Regions from separate parts of the Mus musculus genome. Here region 1 is linked to region 2. The links are chromatin contacts, called in public Hi-C maps. All regions are on one chromosome and are shown on one strand. The core of a region is the stretch at or near the end of the contact, and the rest is flanking DNA. Distances in the headings are between cores, read along the strand shown.

The links. Hi-C and Micro-C count contacts between places; a contact is called where the count stands out from the background.
Region 1: a Hi-C map of liver shows a contact between it and region 2, with 1.9 times the contacts expected there. The contact joins the promoter of Agt here to the enhancer-like site in region 2. A contact is called at or near these places in 3 of 39 promoter capture datasets (HPC-7-derived erythroid cells and liver), 1 of 484 Hi-C or Micro-C datasets (liver) and 1 of 9 other capture datasets (liver).

The regions. Positions count from the first base shown.
Region 1 is chr8:124,564,341-124,571,081 of GRCm38.p6, forward strand. It overlaps Agt (angiotensinogen (serpin peptidase inhibitor, clade A, member 8)), which reads right to left and starts at 5,366. Exons shown (of 5, transcript NM_007428.4): 1 at 5,336-5,366; 2 at 1-241. The coding sequence starts at 211.
Region 2 is chr8:123,815,657-123,823,352 of GRCm38.p6, forward strand. All of the region lies in intron 1 of Rab4a (RAB4A, member RAS oncogene family), which reads left to right. Among named protein-coding and RNA genes, the nearest start is that of Rab4a, 14 kb to the left of the region's middle. Within about 2 kb of position 5,300, at least 20 of the 459 cell types and tissues checked have an H3K27ac peak or open chromatin away from gene starts, as enhancers often do. A contact at or near this core is called in liver, where this site is marked.

The DNA of each region.
Region 1 (6,741 bases), core at 4,116-6,615, 750 kb after region 2:
TCACAGGGGAGGTCTTGGCCTGAATGGGCACAGGCTCGAACGTTGACTCTGGGAGTGTCTCCACACTGGGGTTCTCCAGCTGGGCGCAGGTGCTCTTGTTGTGGTAAAGGAGATGGAAGGGGTGGATGTATACGCGGTCCCCAGCCGTCAGGCTGACCCAGGTCAAGATGCAGAAGATGGTGGCCTTCAGGCCTGCCCCCGTGGGAGTCATCTCCGATCTGTGCATTTGCTTCTGTGTATCCTGGAAAAACATTTTTCGAGAGTGACAAGAGATTATTTAGAGCCCTGAAGCCAAACCTTTAGCTACCCTGGTATTCCCAGTGGCTATAATGTACATCCTGTGGCTAAATAGCCATGTGCTGTTCACACTCTCTGAGCTACTGGCTTTGGGAGTCAGGCTGACTTTTCTTCATCCCATTCCAGGGTGTGCACGTGTGTTTGTACAGTCGGTCTCTGCTGGGTGTCTTCAGAGCCTGATCTGATGTTTGCCATGTGTCTGGCGCTTCTAGCCATCCCTTGCGGTCTGTTTCTGCTTTTGTTTGCTATGTACTTAAGAACTCACTCAAAGCCAAAAGCGCGGCTGCTGTAGATAGCCCAGGAGACGGCACCTACAGCGGGGGCCAGTCAGGAGAAGGAGAGCAGTCAGAGATCCGTGGGAACCCAGGATGTTCCGGGTGGAAAGCACACTCATCCACTGAACTGCTCCCAGATCTCCTTGCTAACATTCCCACCTCCAGGGCCCTGCGGTGTGCCTGTCTGACGATGGAGTCCGAGGCTTCTTGAGTTGCTAGGTAGGTGCTGTACCATTACAGCCCACTCCAGACAAGGTTCATGCAGCCCCAGCTGGTCTTGAACTCACCATGTATAGAGTAGGATGGCTTGGAGTTCTAATCCTCCTGCCTCCACCTCCCGCATTACAGGTGCACCCCACCACTTGTAGTTTCTAAGTGGGCTAGGGATTGACCCAGGCTCTCGTGCATGCTTGGAAAGCATTCTATCAACGAGTTACATCTCTAGTTCTCTTTTGACTTTTTATTGTAAGACAAAGTCCAGTAAATCGCCCTGCTTAACCTTGAAATCACTATATTATATGAGCTTGTAACCCTCCTGCTTCAGCCTCTGCCATAGCTGGAATTCCAGGCCTGCTCCACCACATTCATCAGAATGTGACTGTATTTGGCAATAGCACCTTTAAAGACAAGGTAAAACGAGCCCTCCCCAGTGGGCTCCGATGCAAATTGGCTGGCATTCTTATACACAGAGAGCAGCAAGGGACAGGGCTACAGATCAGTTGGCGAAGTGTTTCTATTGCAAGCTTGAGGGCCTGACCTGGATCCTCAGAACCCGTGCAAAAACACTAGGTGTGGGGGCTGGAGAGATGGCTCAGCGGTTAAGAGCACTGACTGCTCTTCCAGAGGTCCTGAGTTCAAATCCCAGCAACCACATGGTGGTTCACAACCATCTGTAATGAGATCTGATGCCCTCTTCTGGTGTGTCTGAAGATAGCTACAGTGCACTTATATAATAAATAAATAAGTAAATAAATAAATAAATAAATCTTAAAAAAATACTAGGTGCAATAGCATATGCATGTAACCTCAGAGCTCAGGCACTGGAGACAGGTAGATTCCTGGGGCTTGACTCCCTAGGGTTCTCTCTAGCCTGTCTCAAAGGAGATGAACACCATTTTGACACGACATGAAAGGTTGTCATCCAGTCACTATACACATGAGAACACACATATGCGCACACACACACACACACACACACACACACACACACACACACACACACGAGGATATCAGGGTACAGGAAGAGAAATCTATTAGAGTCACAGGGAGAGGAGGGAATTTGCAAGACAAAGGCAGAGAGAGGCCCCAGGAGAACTTGGCTCTGACCATGCCTTGCTTTGGGTTTCTGGAGGTTCTCTTGTTATCTATCATACTAGGCTGTGGCACAGTCCTGGTAGAACCAGGCATACAAGTGACAAAGGCTAAGAGTTTATTCCTGGAGGACATGTGGATGGCCCACTGGGTTTTGTGGAGCCTTTGTACCCACGTGGGTGTGCCCTAGGGTTGATTTTAGTGTCCATGAGATCCTAGCCTGCAGCCATAATTGAGAGCCAAAGGCCTTGCCCAAGCCCAGGTCCTTCAGATATGCTCCAGGCAGGCTGGATCCCACACAGCAGCTAAAGAAGACTCTATAATTGGTTCATCTGCCCAGCCTGCTCACCCACGGTTGGTTTCAGTGGTCTATGGTAAGGCAAGGAATTGATTCACCCAGATGGCTATGAGGTACAGGAAGGGCTTGGGGCTCTGGCCAGTCATGGACCAGGGGATGGGGTGGTCCATTGAGCTGGATAGCCTTTCCCAGCCTCAGATACCACCCACAGTACATAGACTTAGCCTTGGATCCCAGAGGAAGGCTCCTGAGCTGACTCTGCAAAGCCTACCTCTTATTCCTCTGGTCCTAGTGTGGGAAGGTGAGTTCTATCCATCCTTCAGTTCTGACCAAGCAGACCATGTGCGCTTGCTTCTATAGGAACCAGCCTGGCATGTGGCTTCCAACCCCTTACCTCACTGTGGCCACCACTGTGAGCCTTGGCACCTCAACCCTGACTGAGGTCACCTTGACCCTTCCTTTCTGCTGCTTCACCTTTCCATGTACAACCCTCCACCAAACCACCTGCAAGGTCCCTAGGTGAGGATCTTAATGTCCGTATTGTTCTGTTGAAGGTGCTGCAGACATTTAAGGTGTAGGTCCTAGTGGGGGCCCAAGGCCACTGGGGGCATGCCATTAAGAGGGGTCGCAGGACCTGTGTCTTTCCTTCTTCGTTGCTTTTGCTTCCTAGCTACATTGGAAGCAGCTCGTTTTACCAGATGTCATTGCCATTGTCAGCCAACACCCCAGAAGTCCCGAGCAACAGTCTACCTGAATTTGACCTGCAATTCCAGTACCATGAGCCAAGACAAACCTTTCTCTTCATAAGTTAATGATCTCAGAATGTCACTATGGAGTTGCAAAGCTCCAAGGTCACCCTGGACTCCCATATTCCCGTGCTTGCCGAGGCTGCACATAGAATATCCTCCACAGACAGACAAGGTGCTCTTTGCTCTGCTCTGGTCATCCCACTGGTCTGAGAACCTTTGGCTTCTGACTGTCTAGTGCTTCATCCTTTTGACACACACATCTGGCTTCACCCATCATTCTTAAAGAAAGTTTAGAGGTTTGGGAAAGCAGAGTAGAGAGCTCTGCCTGTACTCACTGGCCTTTCCTTGCTTTATAATCCAACACAGTAGGGTCAGGACCTGCCTCAGGTGCCCAGGCCACTGGATGAGCTGTGGGGGTGAACACAATGTTTCCTAGACTGCTGTTCCTATGAACGGCCTCTGTCCAGAAGGTAGTGCCATGGCTGCTGTCCCAGGAAACGCGTCACTACTGTCCTTAGGCACAAGTGACTGTTTGTTCTTAGCTGTAAGCTGCTGTCAGTCAAGTTCACCCTAAGTGTGATTGCAGCAAATCTTGAGGACATAGGAGATCTCACCCCCACACACACACTTCTATTCCCTCCCCACCAGCTGCCTCTCTGTGTCCCTGTCTTGTGGCTTCTCAGGGCTATGTTGCCTGTCCTGTCATTATCAGGGTGCATTCCAGTGCTGTCTTCTGTCAATAGTTCATCTTCACCACTCAAAGTCTACCTCAGGCTCCCCACACCTCTCTCTCACCTCCTCTGTACCTCATAGCCACCAGAAGCACCCTATATCCTGTATCGATGTATTTACTATGTGCCCCACTGGTCTGCCTCCCACAGGTACCTGAGTGCCACAGGTTAGCCCACCTTCCTAAGGTCATCCAGGGATAGCTGTAGAATCATCAGTGCCATTTGTACAGGAACAGACAAGTCTTGTGACCTGCACCAGGTCACACAGCTGGGACTCAGCCCTAACACTTGAATCCATGAGTGGCATCTAGACATGACACATATTGCCTCTTAAAAGAAATAAGGAACTGAGGAGCCTAGGGCAGGTTCAGCACGCAAGAACACGTTGTTGCATAAATATGAAAATCCGGGTTCTCGTCCCCTGACCCCTTGTGAAAGACCAGTCACAACCACATACTCCCCTAACTCCAGAGAGGTGGAGCGAGGAGACAGGATGATCTCCAGGGCTTCCTGGCTGCCAGTCTAGCCCCAGCTTCAGGAAGGGACCCTGTCTCAAGGGACTAAGGAGGACAGTAGCTGGCAGGACACCTGGTATCCTCCTCTAGTCTCTATCTGTGTTCATGGCTCCTATGTCTCCATGCTCCTCCCCTACACTTCATATATACACATACATACATACATACATACATACATACATACATACATACATACATATGTACATAAATACACACGTCATACACACATATGTCACATTCACATAAATACATATATACCTTGGGCTGGGTATGGTGATACAATCAAGAGGTTGAGGCAGACAGAATTTAGTGAGTTCTAGGACAACCAGAGCTACACAGTAAGACCCTGTCTTCCAAAAAAAAAAAAAAAAAAAGGGGCAGACATATCTCTGAATCTGAGGCCTGCACGCTTTACAGAGTGAGTTCTAGGACAGCAAAGACTACAACAGAGAAACCCTGTCTCAGAAACCAGAAGTAAATAAATAAATAATATGCACATACACAACACGGCACACACACACACACCACACTAAGAATAAAGAAGGAGCTAACTTTTCAAAGTACTTCCATGTTACTGGATGCTCCTAACTTATCCCCAGCCCTAGAGAACCTCAGAACTGTGATGAAGCCTGTTCACAGAGGGGTAAGTTGAGGCCCTACAGGACATGGTGAGGAGCCACAAGACACAGACCACAGCATTGAGCCTGGATAGAGATGTCACGTGACTTGTCCCTTCCTGCTTCTTGCAGTCTGAACAATGAAGCCTTGTTCTCCCTTCAGGCTGGAGGAGGTCCAGGGGACTTGGCCACCCTAGTGCTGACCCTGTGAGAGTCTCTCTGCTTTTGAGGACCCATCTGGACTCACAGGAGGCAAAAGGACCTGGCCATCCCCTAATGAAAGACCATCAGTTCCCAGTGAGCCCAGTTTGGTGACCCACAGGGGACAGTTTACCTGGACATCTAGCCTTTCGGAATAGGAGAAGCAGTCAGTGCTCACATCTCCTGAAGCGCCTGCTACCACAGACTTCTCACTCCAGAAAAAATGCCATCCAGCCCTTCCCAGTGTCTCTGCCCAGTCCCGGCCTCCTCTTCCCACCCACAGCTCAGCTCCTGCCTGGCCAGATCCCATGAAAGAACCAAGACAAGAGTGCTCTGCTTACCTTCAGCGCCAACCTAGACAAGCACAGCTATCCCCTGGTGAGCCAAGCAGGCTTATTTATACTCAAGGGGTGGAGATGGATCTATTCCTGGGCTACTCTGTACAGAGGCTGGGGGAGGACCCAGATCAGGGAACCATGAGAATCCAGGCTTGACCAAGATGGATCAGGGCCAGGGTGATGTTCCTCTGGGCCCCTTCCAGGAAGCCCTACTGGCAGATGAGCCTCATGCAAAAATAGGCTGGCCTTGGGTTACACATTTACCCCAGTTCCCTGGAGCCAGGACCACAGTCACAGGATTGAGTGGGTTGTGACAACCTGAAGCCAGCCATGCAGACCTTGGGATGAAAGCCCCCTCGTGATGCACTCGTAAGCCTCTCTGGGCATGCCAGGAAGGGGGCTCACTTGCAGGAGCTGAACCTCACGTCACCAGCTGCTCTCAGGGTGGACGACCTTGGACATTTGTAGTTACGTTAGTTGCCTGTTCTGTACAGGGGCTTCCAGTGGGCTGAGGACACACATCACCAGTAGGAAGCGCCTTCCGGAACTTCTAGCACACCTGATTAGGCTGGGAAATTCTGACTGTGGTAGAGCCATATTGAAACAAAATGTTCTGGGCTCATGGACGGAAAGCAGCAGTTTTGGAGGTTGGAGGTTTTGGAGCGCCTCCCTTGAGGGTGGAGAATGGTTGTGAAAGTTTAAGGGATGAGACTGGTGGACACCAGGGAAGGGTGGGATCTGAGAAGACAGCAGGAGTAGGCCTGGCAGACAGTCCCACCTGCAGGCTACCATGGGTGGCGACTAGCTTGCATCGCATCCACAACTTCAAGCAATCTCTTGGCCATGTGGACACAGGCACAACCTGCCTTCACCTAAAAGTGGCATGGGAGAGTAGAGGTGGAAAGAGAGAGTGGGCAGAGCAGTCGCTGGCTTAGAAGACAGATGCACCATGCAGGACTTGATGGTGTTTGAGATGGGCTCTGAAGAGCAACCTTCTCTGGGCACAGACATAAAATAACTACCAGAGATCTCAGTGGGAGACCAGCTGTAGGAGGCAGGGCTGTAGAGTGACGGTCTGCACTCGGGATTAAGGAAGAGGATGCCAGCAGCCCAAGGGGTATGCAGGGAGTAAGAGCTTAGGAAAGGCCAGTGGTGCACAGATTTCCCCGAGGAGTGTGTGGATGCCTTAGTAGCTTTGGGGTTCAGCAGGGAGCCCTGTGCTGAGGACACAAGAGTAGAGCTCATGAATATAGTGATAGAAAGATCTTTCCTCTCGGGCTCTGAGACCAGAAGACTGGATTCTTCAGCTCACTGAACATCTTTTTTGTCCTCTGTGAGATGTCCAGTAGATGAAGGCTACTGAGCGTGGTTAACCCTTGCTACTAAGGCTGTCTGAGCACAAGCCTCCT
Region 2 (7,696 bases), core at 4,050-6,549:
TACAGAGGACTGGCCAGTACCTCAGCCTCACAGCTGTGTGGGATCATTTCTGGCCACCTTCTCTTCTCCTGCTTCAGGTGTTCATTTCCCTGGCTTTACTCTGGGTGCTTTCTGCCCCCTTCCCATCCCTGACTGCATCCATCCTGAGGTCAGAGTTCCTGGCTCTTCAATAAGCCGTGGTCCATACCCTTCCCAGATACCCCGCCCTTCACTCCCAGGTCCAGAGTCTGCATTTGCTGCCACTGTGTCTCTGTGTTGCTAGAAGATGTGCTTTGCAACATCCTGGCCCAGTCTTCTACCAGATCTGCTGCTCTAAGGCTGCAAGCTTTGTAGGGGCTGGTGGTCAGGATTCTGCCCCACCTCAAGGGCACAGACTTCACCAGGGGGCCTTTCATGGTCAGCCTGTGAGGGAGGCTACTGTGGCCTCAACCTTGTTGGCTCACAGGATTTTCCAGCTGGATCTGCCACTCAGTATCTCAAAATAGACTCTCCTTGCATCCTTTGACATCCCTTCCATTGGTCTTCACATCTCAAACTCTAAGCATGAAAGCAAGGAAGCCCTAGATCTTCCATCCTGCCTACCCAAAGCCAAGCACCTGTTCGACCAGAAGAGGGACCCTGGAGGGTGCACAATTCAAGGGCCTCCATCCCTCTATGGCCTGCGGAAATCTCAACTTCAAAGTGGCAACCTGAAGGGAACACTAAGCAGGCATTGTAGAACTTGTGTTCAAAGCTCTCTACTGTGAGGCTGGGTGTCCTGGAAGGGGGCCACCATGTTTGTGTCTCCTTACTGCTTTCTCCTTCCTTGGAGGAAGTGGGCAGCATTCCTGGGAGGATCAGGTCATTGTCTCCTGAAGTCTAGTGCTGGCAGAGTGCAGGTGGTGAATACACGCTCTCTCTCTCTCTCTCTCTCTCTCCCCCTCTCCCTCACTCTCTCTCTCTCTCTCACACACACACACACACACACTTGCATGCACGCACACTTGCACATTGTGGCACTCCCTCATCTTGGGGGTTGGACATCCAGTTTCTGATCAGTTTTATCTTAGCATCGAGTTCCACTACGAGCTCAGAAAAAGAAAATAACAGGATCCCAAGATACAGAGTGGGGCCATGATCTGAGTCTGAGAACAGGACCAGAGTTAAAGCAAAATGGGGTCACAGCGGGCAGAGCTGCACAAGCAGAGGCACTGTTGACCAAGCAAGCCTGAGGTCGTGGGCGCTGGCTGCCGAGCACAGTGTGCAACGCCAATCCGTCATTTCTACTCGGCCCCGACTGCAGACCGTTCCGTGCCTTGGTTCATGGTCCTGCTGTGGGTCTGCTGAGGTCTGGGGAGGAGATGGGGCACTGAGTATCATGTCCTCTGGCTGCTGTGACTTTTTCTGCTCCGTGGAAGGGTGGCTGTGTCTACGCATGGCTGCTGATTGCTTGGTAGCTTTCCCATCATCCATCTGACATTTATCATATGGAAAGTTAAAAGCACGCTTAGCACAAGGCCCCATTTTAGCATTCCTATTTTGGGATACAGACTCTTCCCTGCCTTCGAGCTAATTCCTCCCTGAAGAAACCAGCATTACCTGTGAGTGTAAGAGCCGTGGGATTTTTCAAGAGGATCCTGGAAGGAAATACCCCGAGAATGGAAATTTATCCCACCATGACATGATTTGGGAGGGGACAGAGCTCTCTCTCTCTGTCTCTCTCTCTCTCTCTCTCTCACTCGCTCTCTCTTCTCTCCAGCCATGTAATAAATATTCATAAACTATAAAATTCTTCATCTCAGAACCCCTGTGCTGTTCCTTCCACAACCCCTTGCCACATTAGCAAACATACCCCTCTGCTCTCTGCCTCCTTTCTGTTGATTGGCCGGTAGGTGGGTGGGTGGGTGGGTGGGTGGGTGGGGGAAGGTTGTTTCATGTATTGTTGTTGTTGGTAGGGTCTCACAGATCCCTGGTTAGCTTCTAAAGCCTTAAATAGCTGAAGCGACCTTAAATTCCTGATTTTGCTGCATCCACCTCTGAGTGCTGATGGCTGTCCCATCCCGTTCTCTTTACAGCTTCTTGGTGATTGCTCGGGCACAGCATCGTGGTACTCGGTGTCACTGTCATACGCTGTGTAGTGTCATTGTCAGATGTACAGCGTCATCCGATGCACGGTGTTATTATTTTACTAGATAAGTGAACGGTAGACCCCTTCCTTGCTTTCCTGTGTATCTGCCTACCTTCCCCTGCTCTTAATGTCCCTTGCCTGTGGATTCAGCTGTGTGGCACATGTGTGCAGTGCCTTTGGAGGCCAGAAGAGGGCATCGGATTCCCCAGAAGGTTGTTACCGGCCTTAGGAGTTCCAGGAACTGAACACTGGTCCTCTGCAGAAGGAGCAAGTGTTCTTAACCCTCAGCCGTCTCTCCAGGCACCATTTTGTATCTCCTGAACATCCCCACTTCTCACTAAGTCACCTGAACGTCCCCGCTTCTCATTAAGTCATTCTAGTAGGATTTCTACAATCACATCAGGAAGAGTTGCCCTTTTCCTTTCTTTTTTTTAAAGATTTATTTATTTTATGTATATGAGTACACTGTAGCTGAACAGATGGTTGTGAGCCTTCATATGGTTGTTGGGAATCAAATTTTTAGGACCTCTGCTCATTCCGGTTAATCCCCTGCTTGCTCTTGTCAGCCCAAAGATTTATTTATTATTATACATAAGTACACTGTAGTTGTCTTCAGACACATCAGAAGAGGGCATGAGATCTCATTTCAGGTGGTTGTGAGCCACCATGTGGTTGCTGGGAATTGAACTCAGAACCTCTGGAAGAACAGTCAGTGCTCTTAACCACTGAGCCGTCTCTCTAGCCCACGAGTTGCCATTTTCCTAAAGCCTCCATGTGTAGTTTAGAGCCCAGAAGAAGGAAGGCCTGTTGTACTTGCTCATAACTATGTTATCAGACTCCAAAAACTTGTGACTTTTGAAGGAAGAGGGACACTGGGGTAAGTAGCTGCTGCAGCCATGGCTCTGCCCTCGCAGCTAGGATCTCCCCATGTCCCTGAGGGAGTCTTCCTTCCTGCTGACCGCACCACACCCTCTGTCCACCTTGTACTCGGGTATGCATGCAGCAACTCCCCTCCATGGTTCAAGGTTATGTTCATCCTGACAATTTCTTTGGTTGTTGCTGCTGTTTATCATCACTGTGTGTATATGCATGTATATGTGTATATGCATGTATATGCATGGGGGGAGGGCATATAACGTGTTTCCGTATTTGCACCTTTACCTGGACTCCGAGGATTAGACTTGGGCCATCAGGCTTAGACAGGAAGCACCTTTCTCTGCTGAGCCACCTTGTTTTGAAGCAGGGTCTTACACTGTAGCCCAGGCTAGCCTTGGACTCTTAGTGACCCTCTTGCCTCTGCCTCCCAAGTACTGAGAGCCCAGTTGTGAATTATCATACTCAGCTGATTCCTTTAACGTTAGTGTTCTAAAGACCTCAGTCACTGTGCCTTTTGGTGTTAACTTTCTCTCACAGATGTTTGGTTTCCCTTTGTCCACCTCACCTTTCAGGGTCCCCTTGTGTGTTTGTTTTGTTGGTGGTGGTTTGGTGTGATGAGGGTGTGTGTGTGTGTGTGTGTGTGTGTGTGTGTGTCTCGCTTTGTTGCCTGCTGGTAAGTTTCCTACAGTTTCCACTCCACTCATTCTCCCTTCCCTGTCATCTGTTCCTCGATCTGCCTTGAGTACTGATTTTATTGTTGTTTTTCCAGGCCCCTGTACATGGCAGGCATGTGCTACCACCTAGTCCACGATACATGCCCAGCCCTCTTCTCTCAGTTTTTAATTATGAAACAAAGTTGTCCAGGCTGGATTTGAACTTGTGATTCTCTTGCCTCATCCTCTCAAGTAGCTGGGTGAAAAGCCTGGAGCACCAGGCTCTGAGAGAACTTATGTTCAGTGGTTATCATTTTTCTTCCCAGGCCATCTAGACTATTCGACCCGTTCTCTCAAGCCTCCTGTTCCTTCATTTTTCACTGTGTCTTCATGTTATTTGCCATCCTGATGGCCCCTTACCAGGCTGCTCTTTGGCAGGGCCTGAAGGCGGGGTCTGCACAACAGTGAGGCACTGAGGTACATCCCCACCCCAGTGTCCCTGTTCTCTGTGTGTGAACGCCAAGAACTTCACACAAACGGGATCATTGTTTGGCTTATGTCTCTTATCATAATGTCCTCAGGAGGAGTTTTGTAGTTTTTGGTTGCAAACTTATCTCAGAGGGCTGTGTGTGTGTCGGGGTGGGGGAACCTCTGCGTCTCTAGTAAAGGTGTCGTCCTTCCGAAGCAGTCTGCATTGCTTTCGGGGTTTTTATTGTTGACTTCCTGACTCAGGCTTTACTATCTAGAGTAATTACAGTATTGGCTCATAATTCATTTTCCAAGGGGACAGTTCCCATCCTCCTGAGAGGAGCGAGTGGGTTTCCCAGTTGTCTGGGTACTCCAGACCCCAGCCCCACCCCAGGCTGCACCTGCACTGTTCCAGCAAGGCACCGTTACTCCTGGCTTCCTAAACACTCTTACCATTCTTGGATATTTGGCCAAAGTGATTTCAGACAAAATGCTTTCTGTTTATAATCTCTTAGCTTTCTGAGCTTCCGTGTTCTTGCATTGAGATCATGTATCTTTCCCGTCCTTTCTCCATCACGGCACACTAATGTGTCCCCCTCTGGCCCGGCGTGGCAATGGTACAGTCTGGTACAGACGGTAGTTTATGGAGGATAGTTCAGCAAATCTGAACCAAAGTCCATGCTCAGCTACGTGAGTCCAAGGTCCAGAGTCGGGGATTGTGTGCTGGAGTCTTCAGTGTCACAGTAACTCTGCCTGAATGTCGCCAGCCTCTGTGCCTTCTCCCACCACACTCAAGGCAACAAGACACCCAACATTTGATTCTTTTTTTTTTTTAATGTTCTCTTTACATCTTATATAACTTTATTTCCTAAGAGAGGAGAATGCTGAACAAAGACGAGGCATCCCAGTTCCCTTAGCCTGGCGATCGTAACCACCTCATCTTCAGTTTCTTGGGGTGAAAATGCTGTTTGGTGAGAATGATTAGGCTTGGTTTTCCTTGTTTTGTTTTTTTCCCCTGTGGATAGGAATACACACACTCTCTCCTTCCTCTCTTTCTCTCTCTCCCTCCTCTCCACCCCTGCCTCCAGGAGAACCCAAGTGCGATTCCTCCAAGCTCACGTAAAAGCTGAGTGTAGTAGTGTAACACACGTCTGGATCCTGGTGTTCCTACATGGAGATGGGAGGTGAAGATAGGAGGGAGAATCACTAGTTCTCAAGCCAGCTGGCCTGACACATGCTGCGTTAGATAAAAACCAACCCTGTCTCAAACAAAATAAAATGCAAGAGCCAGCACCCAAGACTGTCCTTTGACCTCCACAATGTGTGTCATGGCACAAGTATATCTGCATTCGTACGTACACATCACATATTTCATATGTATACTATAAAGACTGAAATTTTGTATATACATTTCAGTGGTGTTAAAGTACACTCACACTTCTTAATACAGAGGTGACCACCGCACATCTCTAGAACTCTCATGTTTCCAAACTGATGCTCATGCCATGAAATGAAGTTCTCATTTCTATCCCAGCCAGGCCCTGGAAACCCTCACTCCACTTTCCATCTACTGTAAGGGCCTCACGTAAATAGAATCATCAGTATTTGTCATTGTATGACTGGTTTATGTCACTTATGTCCTAAAGGTCATCTGGTATAGCAAGTTAGAAACATGTTCCTTCTTAAGGCAAAGTTCCATTCCATTGTATGGACACATTTCATAGACTCATCATATGGACACACTGCATGAACACATTGTATAGACACACCATGTGGACACATTGTATAGATACACTAAGCTTAGTTATTTTCATCTTATATGTGTGTCTTGCCTGTGTATATGTAAGTGCACACTGTCTGTACACCTGATGCCTCGGAGGCCAGATGAGGATGCTGGATCCCTTGGAACTGGAGTTACGGATGGTTGTAAACTGCCATGTGCATGCTGGAAAACAAACCTTGGTCCTCTGCAAACACAGCCAGTGCTCTTAACCAATAAGTCACTTCTCCAGCCCTTACTATAACTTGTTTTTGAAGCAGAATTAAAGTCTGTTAAAAGATACTTTAATATACATTTTATACATAATTATTAAGAGAAAAGCACTCGGGTAGAAAGAAGAGCGAAATCTCCATGTCATGCTTTAAAAACATATGGTGAGAGGCTAAAATTGTTCTAATGAACTATCCCATGGTTTTCTGCAACCATTTGGACATCATTGGAGACCAAATAGACGTAATCTCTGAGTGATGGTTATAGTTCTAGAAACTGGTGGCAGGGCCATGTCAAAAACTAGCAGCTGTCTCAGCTGAATGCAGGAGAGCAGGCATGGCTAGGGTCATCAGTACGTGGTCCCATTTGGAAGAGGATGTGCTCTGGAGAGAGGAATACAGAGCAGTTCTGGGCAGGGAGGGGCTTGCAGCAGATTAGGGTTACTTCTGGAACAAGGATCCAATGATGTGCAGCTCCCAGCCATGCAGAACTAGAGTTCTTACTAAAGAGATAGCAATTGTTTGGACAAGGTGGTAAGTGCCTTTAATCCCAGGTCTCATGTGAACAGGCAGATATCTGAGTTGAAGCCAACCTGCTCTACAGAGCAAGGTCCAGGCCAGCTAGAACGATATAGCAAGATTCTGTATCAAAAACAGACCACAAGCTACCTAACACGTCTTTAATCTCAGCACTTGGGAGGTAGAGGCAGGCAGATCATTGGGAATTTGAGGCCAGCCTGGTCTACATCGTGAGGTCCTGTCTTAGAGTAGGGGATGGATGAATAGAGAGAGGGAGGGAGGGAGGGAGGGAGGGGGGAGGGAGGAGTTGAAGTGCTGGGGATGTTGGCACACTTATAATGGTGTACTTAGGAGACAGAGGCAGGAGAATCAAGAGTTCAAGGCCAGCCTCTGCTACAATGAAAGTTTTCAACCCTGACTTTCTGAAACTATGTAATTAACAAATTCCATCTTGGAAATCTTTTATTCCAGTCCTGTAAAAAGAATACCCCAGGGGCTGGAGAGATGACTTAGCAGTTAAGAACACTGGTTGCTCTTCAGGGGTCCTGAGTTCAATTCCCAGCAACCACATGGTGGCTCACAACCATCTGTAATGGGGATCTGATGCCCTCTTCCGGTGTGTCTGAAGACAGCAACAGTGTACTCACATATATATATATAATAAAAAAATAAATCTCAGGAGCTGGAGATGTATCTGAGCAGTGGTTCTTACCCTGTGGGTCTCTGTCCCTCTGGGGGTCCATTGACTCTTTCACAGGGTCACATCAAATATTTATATTACTTTTCATAACAGTAGCAAAATCACAGTTATAAAGTAGCAATGAAAATAATTTTATGGTTGGGGGTCCCCATAACAGGAGGAACCGCACTATAGGACTGCAGCATTAGGAAGGCTGAGAACCACTGTCTCAGAGCGTAAGAGCATTGGCTGCTCTCGCTGAGGACTGGGGTTTGATTTCCAGCTTCTACACAGCAGCTCACAACCATCTGTAACGCCAGCTCCAGAGGGATCTGGTGCCCTCTTCTGACTTCTGCAGGTACTGCACACACGTGGTGCACAGACATTTAGGCAGACCACTAAATG